2 separate regions of the Macaca mulatta genome follow, and region 1 is linked to region 2. Evidence: chromatin contacts called from public Hi-C data. All regions are on one chromosome and are shown on one strand. The core of a region is the stretch at or near the end of the contact, and the rest is flanking DNA. Distances in the headings are between cores, read along the strand shown.

Region 1 (3,546 bases), core at 28-2,527, 830 kb before region 2:
GTATTTTATTTCCACCTTTTCTTTTTTTTTTTTTTTGAGTCTTGCTCTGTTGCCGAGGCTGGAGTGCAGTGGTATGATCTTGGCTTACTGCAACCTCTGCCTCCTGAGTTCAAGCAATTCTCCTGTCTCAGCCTCCCGAGTAGCTGGGACTACAGGTGCACGCCACCACGTCCGACTAATTTTTGTATTTTTAGTAGAGACAGGGTTTCTCCATATTGGTCAGGCTGGTCTCGAACTTCTCACCTCAGGTGATCCATCTGCCTTGGCCTTCCAAAGTTCCGGGATTACAGGCGTGAGCCACTGTGCCCAGCCTTCACCTCGTTTTATAATTCCCTAAAGTTAATTGTTGTTAAATCAGGAGAGAAGTATTTTACGTAACATTTCTGTGTATCAGCCCAGCCTGTCATACCAACTGGAGTGCCCTGATTCCTTAAGTTTGGCAAGTCACTTACCTTCTCTGGGTTTCCATTTCTGGTCACAGCTGACAGAGGCTCTGGAGATTCATCTAGAAAAGGAGCTCCCTCACTTTGCCTGTTTCTAGGCACTGAAAAGTACAGGCCACAAATACATTCAGTAAAAGAAATCACTTGAGGAACTCAAACAGGCTGGAGGAGATATCAGCTATCACAGGAGATCGGGCAGGAAAGTTTCGTTTCTTAAACATCAGAGTGAAATGATCTAAATTGAATTTCAATGAGATGAACAGCAGTTTACTAAAAGCTTTGTGAAGCAGGGGAGGTTATTTTCAGAGACAGGGCAACCCCATAGGGTGCTGTTTGGTCAGAATTGGCCTGAGGAGGTGTGACCCTGACCTAAGAAGGCAGCAGGTGTCCGGGAAGCATGGTTAGCAGCAAGATCTAGGGGAAGTGGCCGCCGATTACATAGAGGAAAGGAGGCAGGCCGGCGCTGATCCCAAGGGTTCTGGTAGAGGGGCAGGGAGACTACCGTTATTGGTCCTTCATGCAAACTTTAGGATTTTCATCCGTGTGTGTTGCTTGAAGATGCTGCATTGCACGAAGTCTTCAACTTCTCCCATGACCGAGACAGGTCTGATGTGAGTGCAAGCAGTTAGCACTCGCCCCGCTGCGCGCCGAAACCTCCTCCGGAATCCATACAGCATCCCCGAAAGCCCGCCCCGCCCCGCACTTAGGCCCCGCCCCCAACACGCCCGTCCCGCTAACCAGGCTCCGCCCCCAAGAGCTCGCCCGCGCGCCCCCCAGAGGAAACGGAAGTCGTATCTGTCCGGACGGAAGCAGGAAGTGGGAGCTTAGGGCCCGCCTGCGGCGCAGCTGGCTGAGGGTCTGTGGGCGGGGGTCGCGCGGAGGCGATGGCGGAGAAGTTTGACCACCTAGAGGAGCACCTGGAGAAGTTCGTGGAGAACATTAGGCAGCTCGGCATCATCGTCAGTGACTTCCAGCCTAGCAGCCAGGCCGGGCTCAACCAGAAGCTGTGAGTGGCGGCCCGAGGTTGCCGGCGTCTCCCCAGGGCCTGGCCCGGCAGCGTGTGCTCGGGGAGCGGGGATCTAGGGAGCCAGAGCCGAGCCTGACTGCTGCTCCTGCCCCGCCAACCCTCTGGTCTGGTCTCAGAGCCCGGGGCGCCTTTCCTGGCTGTGATCAGAGGGCGGGGCCCGCGCTGCCGCCTGTTGCCAACCGCCCCCTTCCCAGTTTGCGTTAGAGGAACCTCTTTGAGGCCCCTTTGGAGACGTAATCATGGCCAGATGATATGTTTTCCGTTTCCCTATCAAGTGAATCATGCTTTCTTTTTTAGCGTCTCCCCTCTCATGTGTAACCCCCTCCCAGCCTTTTCCTCCTGGAGCTCTTCTGGGAATTCAGTCCCTGTCCCCAGAAGGGAGGCAGGCTCCGCAGTGAGTGCGCGCCCTAAACTAGGCCTCAGAAGGTGAGGCTTGGAAGCCACCTGCTGCATAGGCCTGACAGTGGAGGAACTGGGGGGGGAAGTGGTGCTGAGAAAAGCTGCAGACGTTTATTATTATTATTTCTTGGCACCAGCCTTGTGCTGCTCATGGTGCTAGGCCCTGGGATGGAGAACATGCAAATGCAAGTACAGCACTTTGGAGAAGGGCTTTCTGTGGGGCGCGGACACAGAAAATGTTGCAGCCGAGGTTCCATACCCAGTGCTGTGGGAATAGCCAGGCCATTCTGCCTGTGTAGGAAGTCTCCAGAGAGGAGAGGAAGCTAAACCAGACAGGATGGCTTTGTTTCCCTCAGACTTTTGAGTATAGTCCGCTGCCCCATGTGTTCGCTGAAACCGCACACACAGTCATATGCAGGTAGTTGTTTTGGAGAGAAGGTTCATATTTTTCACCAGGTTCCGTCTCCATCCCCCTTACTGGAAATTTCTAGTTGAGAAGGAAAGTCACAAATATGTAAGGGTATTTTGTAACTGTAACCGTGTCCTAGGAGTCCTGTAGCTAACCAGAGGTGAGAGCCGTGTGTAACCGGCACAGGTGTGAGTAGAACTTGCGTGGAGCCGCAGTTGGCCGGGTAGCTCTGTGGGTGGTGCTTATGCTGCCAAGTGAAATTAACCAGACGCCTGTGTTTTTGCCTTTCCCCCAGGAATTTTATCGTTACTGGCTTACAGGATATTGATAAGTGCAGACAGCAGCTTCATGATATTACTGTACCGTTAGAAGTTTTTGAGTAAGTAACATTCTTGGTATTAGTCTTGGGTATAAATCTTGTTCAATTGTGGTGTGGTATCGTGACTTCTTCATCACTGACATTTGAGTGCCTGCTGTGTGGTAGGCACAGCCTGGGTGCTGGGGATGTGCCAGTGGAAAAAAAATCAACAAAAATACCTGCCCTCATGGAAACGTTCTAATGGGATTACAAAACTAAAAAAAGTATCTCCTTAATATTGTATTGTTGAAAAAAAGTTACATGTAAAAAAAGCTTATTAAATATGTGAAAAACATCATAGGTTCTCAAAGTCCTGCTTCGGCTGAAGAACAGCCACAAAACTTCCTTTTTTCCTTAAGAGGTGAAAATTCTTATGAGGGCTATATTGTACGTTTTTTAAAAATGTCAGCCAGAGGCAACCTGAAAAGCAGTCTGGTCTGATGTTCCCAAACTGCCCGTGGAGTGCTGGTTCTGAGAAATGAAAATATCTGTTCTGTTGAAGGAGGAAAGAAAGGTTTTTTATTCTAAGCCTGTTTGGGGAGGCTGCTCACTGTTTTCTGTGGGAGAGTTGTGTGCATCTATCTTATCTTAGTAATAGTACTGAAAACACATACAGGAGTAAGCTTTTAGGTTTTTGAAATCCAGGTTTTATCACATTGATTTGGTCACGTCTCTGATTTCACACGTGAAGGAGCTAATAAGTAACTGCAATAGGTTGTTTACCTAGTAAGTGTCAGAGTTAAGACAAAACCCCCGGACTCATACTTTCTTGACCAGTGCAGAGCAGCCTCTCCTTGATGGTGCTGGCTTGGAACAGCAAGAACATTCTAGTATTTCTTGCAGCAAAACTGCAAATGTAAATCACTAGATTTCCTTGAGCTGTAAAGGGAAAGAGTTATGGTTGTTTTCC
Region 2 (3,975 bases), core at 594-3,093:
AGAATCGCTTGAACCCAGGAGGAGGAGGTTGTGGTGAGCCAGGATTGTGCCATTGCACTCCAGCCTGGGCAACAAGAGAGAAACTCCATCTCAAAAAAAAAAAAAAAAAAAAAAAAAAAAAAAAAATTTCTACCTCTTTCTGTCAGAGAGGGCCTATAGAGTTAATTTTTTTTTTAACTAGGAAATCTCTCTCAGGATACATCCACCAACACATTTTGTTCTTACAAAATTTCCATTTCTCATGAAAGCATGCCAGGTTACTTAATTATAAGTTTTCAAGTAGTGGTTGGGGCAGAATAAAGGGTTTCAAGATGTACAACCTAACCACAAATGTAATAATGTGTTTTGAGGGGAAAAAAAAGAACTTTAATTTAAAAAACAAAATGACAGATTAGAAAAATGTAATCAAGCAAGTCAATCTTACAGAGACTTATTTATAACCCATTTCCTCTGGAGATTCAGCTAGCAGCATGAGTAGGAGATGAAACCTTGTTCAGAAGCCACCTGTGCATGCTCCCTCTGACCCCAGGCTGTGTCTGCGCTCTGGACTCCATCAATGAGCCTGAGAGGGAAGGTTGGGTCTCAGGGCAGGGAGAAAGGGCAAGAAGGGGAAGCCTTTTGTAAAAACCAAACAGTGAGGTTGAGGGACTGGCCTCTGTGTGAGTGAACAGAGATGTGCTCGTAGAGGGAGCCCTCTGCATAGAGTATTTCAGCTCAATCACATTGGACATCTCTTGGGTTGCCTAAAACATGCTCTCTAAAGCAAATTTACCTCCTGTGCAAAATTTAATCTCTTGGCACTGTGTTGAGAAAGCTGAGGCTGAATCAAGGTCCAGGAGAAGGTCACTGTGAGGAGTGGGGTCAGCCACAGCCACAAAACAGGGCTTGTGTGTTTGCCACTTCTCTCCTTAGAGGAAGCATGTAATCATAATCATTCCAGAATGTGCTAGGGCATGTCAAAGTACATCGTTACTTTTTCACTTTTTCCCAAAACAACTTCATGATGTAGACAAGACATATAAATCCCATTTTACAGGTGAGAAAGTGGCAGCAGGGAATGTAACAGGATTTGTCCACATCATCCACAGGTCCTCAGTGACCATGTTACAGGAAAGGGTTTCCAATCCAGACCCCAAGAGAGGGTTCTTGGCTCTCACGCAAGAAAGAATTCAGGGACTCCACAGTGCAAAGTCAAAGCAAGTTTATTAGGAAAGTAAAGTGGTGAAAGGACAGCTACTCCATAGAGAGAGTAGGCTGTTCCTGAAAGTAAGAGGAGGACACGTCCACCCTAGGTACAATGCTTGTGTCTATGGGGAGATGTGCTCTGCTACAAGGGTTTTTGATAAAGGATTAATTTTCTTAACTACTATATTTTGCAAGATTCAATACTATTATCTTTAAAGCAAAATTAGGAATGCCTTTGTTGTCCAGATATCCGACAACATTTAGTAAACATTATTAATTTGTCCCCTTAACCTTAAACATATAGAGCCTCGGAATGCCTAACTTTCTGAGAATGCAGCCCAGCAAGTCTCAGTTTCATTTTCCAGCACTCACTCAAAATAGAGTCCAGTTTCATTTTCCAGCCCTCACTCTAAATGGAGTCTCAGTTTCGTTTTCCAGCCCTCATTCAAAATGGAGTCTCAGTTTCATTTTCCTACTCATCACTCAAAATGGAGTCTCAGTTTCATTTTCCTACTCGTCACTCAAAATGGAGTCTCAGTTTCATTTTCCTAGCCCTCACTCAAAACGAAGTCACTCTTGTTCTAACACCAATGACAACCGCTGCTGCGATTCTTACTCAACTTTCCAACTGTTGGAAGAAGGACAAGTCAGTGCCCAGTAATCAGAGAATCATGTTAAACAAATGAACTAAACAAAAATATTTATAGCATTGCTCTCAAAAAACACAATGAAGGCTCCCAACAGAAATGATCCTGTCCACTCATGATAAAAACTTAAACATGTCATTCAGAATATTTCATAAAACATAAGTAAAAGATAAAGTTATGAATGATTATGAATATAGATTAATATTAGAAGTGGACTTAACATAAGTAATGTTGCAAGCATATGAGGAAATAAAAGATGCCTTCATGATTGAAAACTTTAGCTGCTAATCATTGTGCCTGTCTAAAAAGAAGGCAGGAAAAAGGGAGCTTAATTCAGTTAAACAAACATTTACTCGAGCCCTATCCTAAGTGTGCAGAATATCATTGAAGCATATTTGAGCTAGCATATAATGAGTTAGATAAGTGGACAAAAACAATAATCCAAGACAGGATATGATACATGCTATTGGGAAAACTCAATATTGAAATTGCCTTTCCAAAATTATAATTGGCAAGAAGGTTGTGACAATGGGGGAGATCTGATCTAGCTCAACCCAGCTCCTAGCTTTAGTCTCCTCACCCACCCAGCTGCCTTTGATTATTCCTGGGTTCGCTTTGGGAGACTTTTAGTTCATAGTTTAAATGGTAATAGCCCTCCCCACCAAACTCAACCGTCTTTGCAGAGCTAATGAGAGGCTGCCAGGCTAGAAGGAGCAGAGGAAACTGAACCCTGCTAGGGTGCAGATAGAAATGATTGTCAGCCACATACAACTGACCTAACTGCTCCTGCAAGTAGTATCAGTATCCTAGAACCTAAGATGGCCTTTTGAGATATCTTTTCAGGTTTTTTGCATGTCTGACACCCATAGCTCCACCTGGACCCACCAACCCCACTCCTGTGGCCCCACCCAGAAGCAATTCAGCCTGCAGGAGGACAGCTTCCATTCTCTATGATTTCATCTCTGTCCCAACCAATCAGCAGCAAGCACCTGTTACTTGGCCACTCCAACCTATTGTCCCAAACTGCCTTTGAAAATCCCCTAAGCTAGGAGCTTTGAGAGACTGATTGAGTAATAATAAAACTTCCATCTCCCAAACAGCTGGCTCTGTATGAATTACTCTTTCTCTATTGGTTTTCTGTCCTTGCATCTGCTTAGGATTATGGCCCCCTCTCTTGATAAATCAGCTCTGTCTAGGCAGCGGGCAAGGTGAACCCACTGGGCAGTTAACAATATCATGGGAGAACATGGAATCAAGAGATTTGGAAATAAACATTCTGGATGATTACTGAATGAGCATGGATTTCATTTCTAAAATACTTATAATTTGCTCTCAAATTCAAAAAGGCAAAAAAGGGAGAAATAATTCTTTCAAAATTTCATGTATTGACTGATCCTTTATATTATTTTTTTTCCTGGAATCCTCAGATAGATACCAACAATGTCTATAATATATGCAGGTCCATTTCCTGGACCCTTTCTGGGATTGTATATAATGAGCAGTCAATGGTAAAAACAATTCGTCTCAAGAATTGTGGCATGGATTTTAATTTCTGGTTATAAATCTTCAAAGACTAAGAAAAGAGAAAATGACTTCTATGAGTGAATCATAGAAACCAAGAATCTGATGCAAATTCATCCAACTTTAAGTGGAAATATTTTCAGACTATCCAAGATGGACTGTTTTACTCAATAGCTGTCCTGGAATCAAGGTCTTGTTTTTCCCAAAATTAAAATGTTTCTTTTCATTGTTTATTTATTTTCTATGTTGTAACCTTTACTTAGGTTCAGGGGTACATGTACTGGTTTGTTATACAGGTAAATTGTGTATCACGAGGGTTTGGTGTAGAGATTATTTCATCACCCAGGTACTCAGCCTAGTACCCAAAGGTAGTTTTTCAATCCTCTTCCTCCTCTCACCCTGCACCCTCCAGGAGGGCCCAGTGTCTGTTGTTCACTTCTTTGTGTCCATGTGGACTCAGTGTTTAGCTCCTATTTATAAGTGAGAACATGTGGTATTTGGTTTTCTCTTCCTGCGTCTACCTAGGATTATGGTCTCCAGCTCCATCCATGTTGCTGCAAAAAGGACATGATCTCGTTCTGTTTTACATCTGCATAGTATTCCATGGTGTATATGTAACATA

The links. Hi-C and Micro-C count contacts between places; a contact is called where the count stands out from the background.
Region 1: a Hi-C map of CD4 T cells shows a contact between it and region 2, with 5 times the contacts expected there. The contact joins the promoter of MED10 here to the enhancer-like site in region 2. A contact is called at or near these places in 2 of 14 Hi-C or Micro-C datasets (CD4 T cells and fetal cortex germinal zone).

The regions. Positions count from the first base shown.
Region 1 is chr6:7,473,436-7,476,981 of T2T-MMU8v2.0, reverse strand. It overlaps MED10 (mediator complex subunit 10), which reads left to right and starts at 1,277. Exons shown (of 4, transcript NM_001260853.1): 1 at 1,277-1,449; 2 at 2,574-2,657. The coding sequence starts at 1,328.
Region 2 is chr6:6,646,004-6,649,978 of T2T-MMU8v2.0, reverse strand. No RefSeq gene overlaps it. Among named protein-coding and RNA genes, the nearest start is that of ICE1, 100 kb to the right of the region's middle. Within about 2 kb of position 1,843, at least 10 of the 40 cell types and tissues checked have an H3K27ac peak or open chromatin away from gene starts, as enhancers often do. A contact at or near this core is called in CD4 T cells, where this site is marked.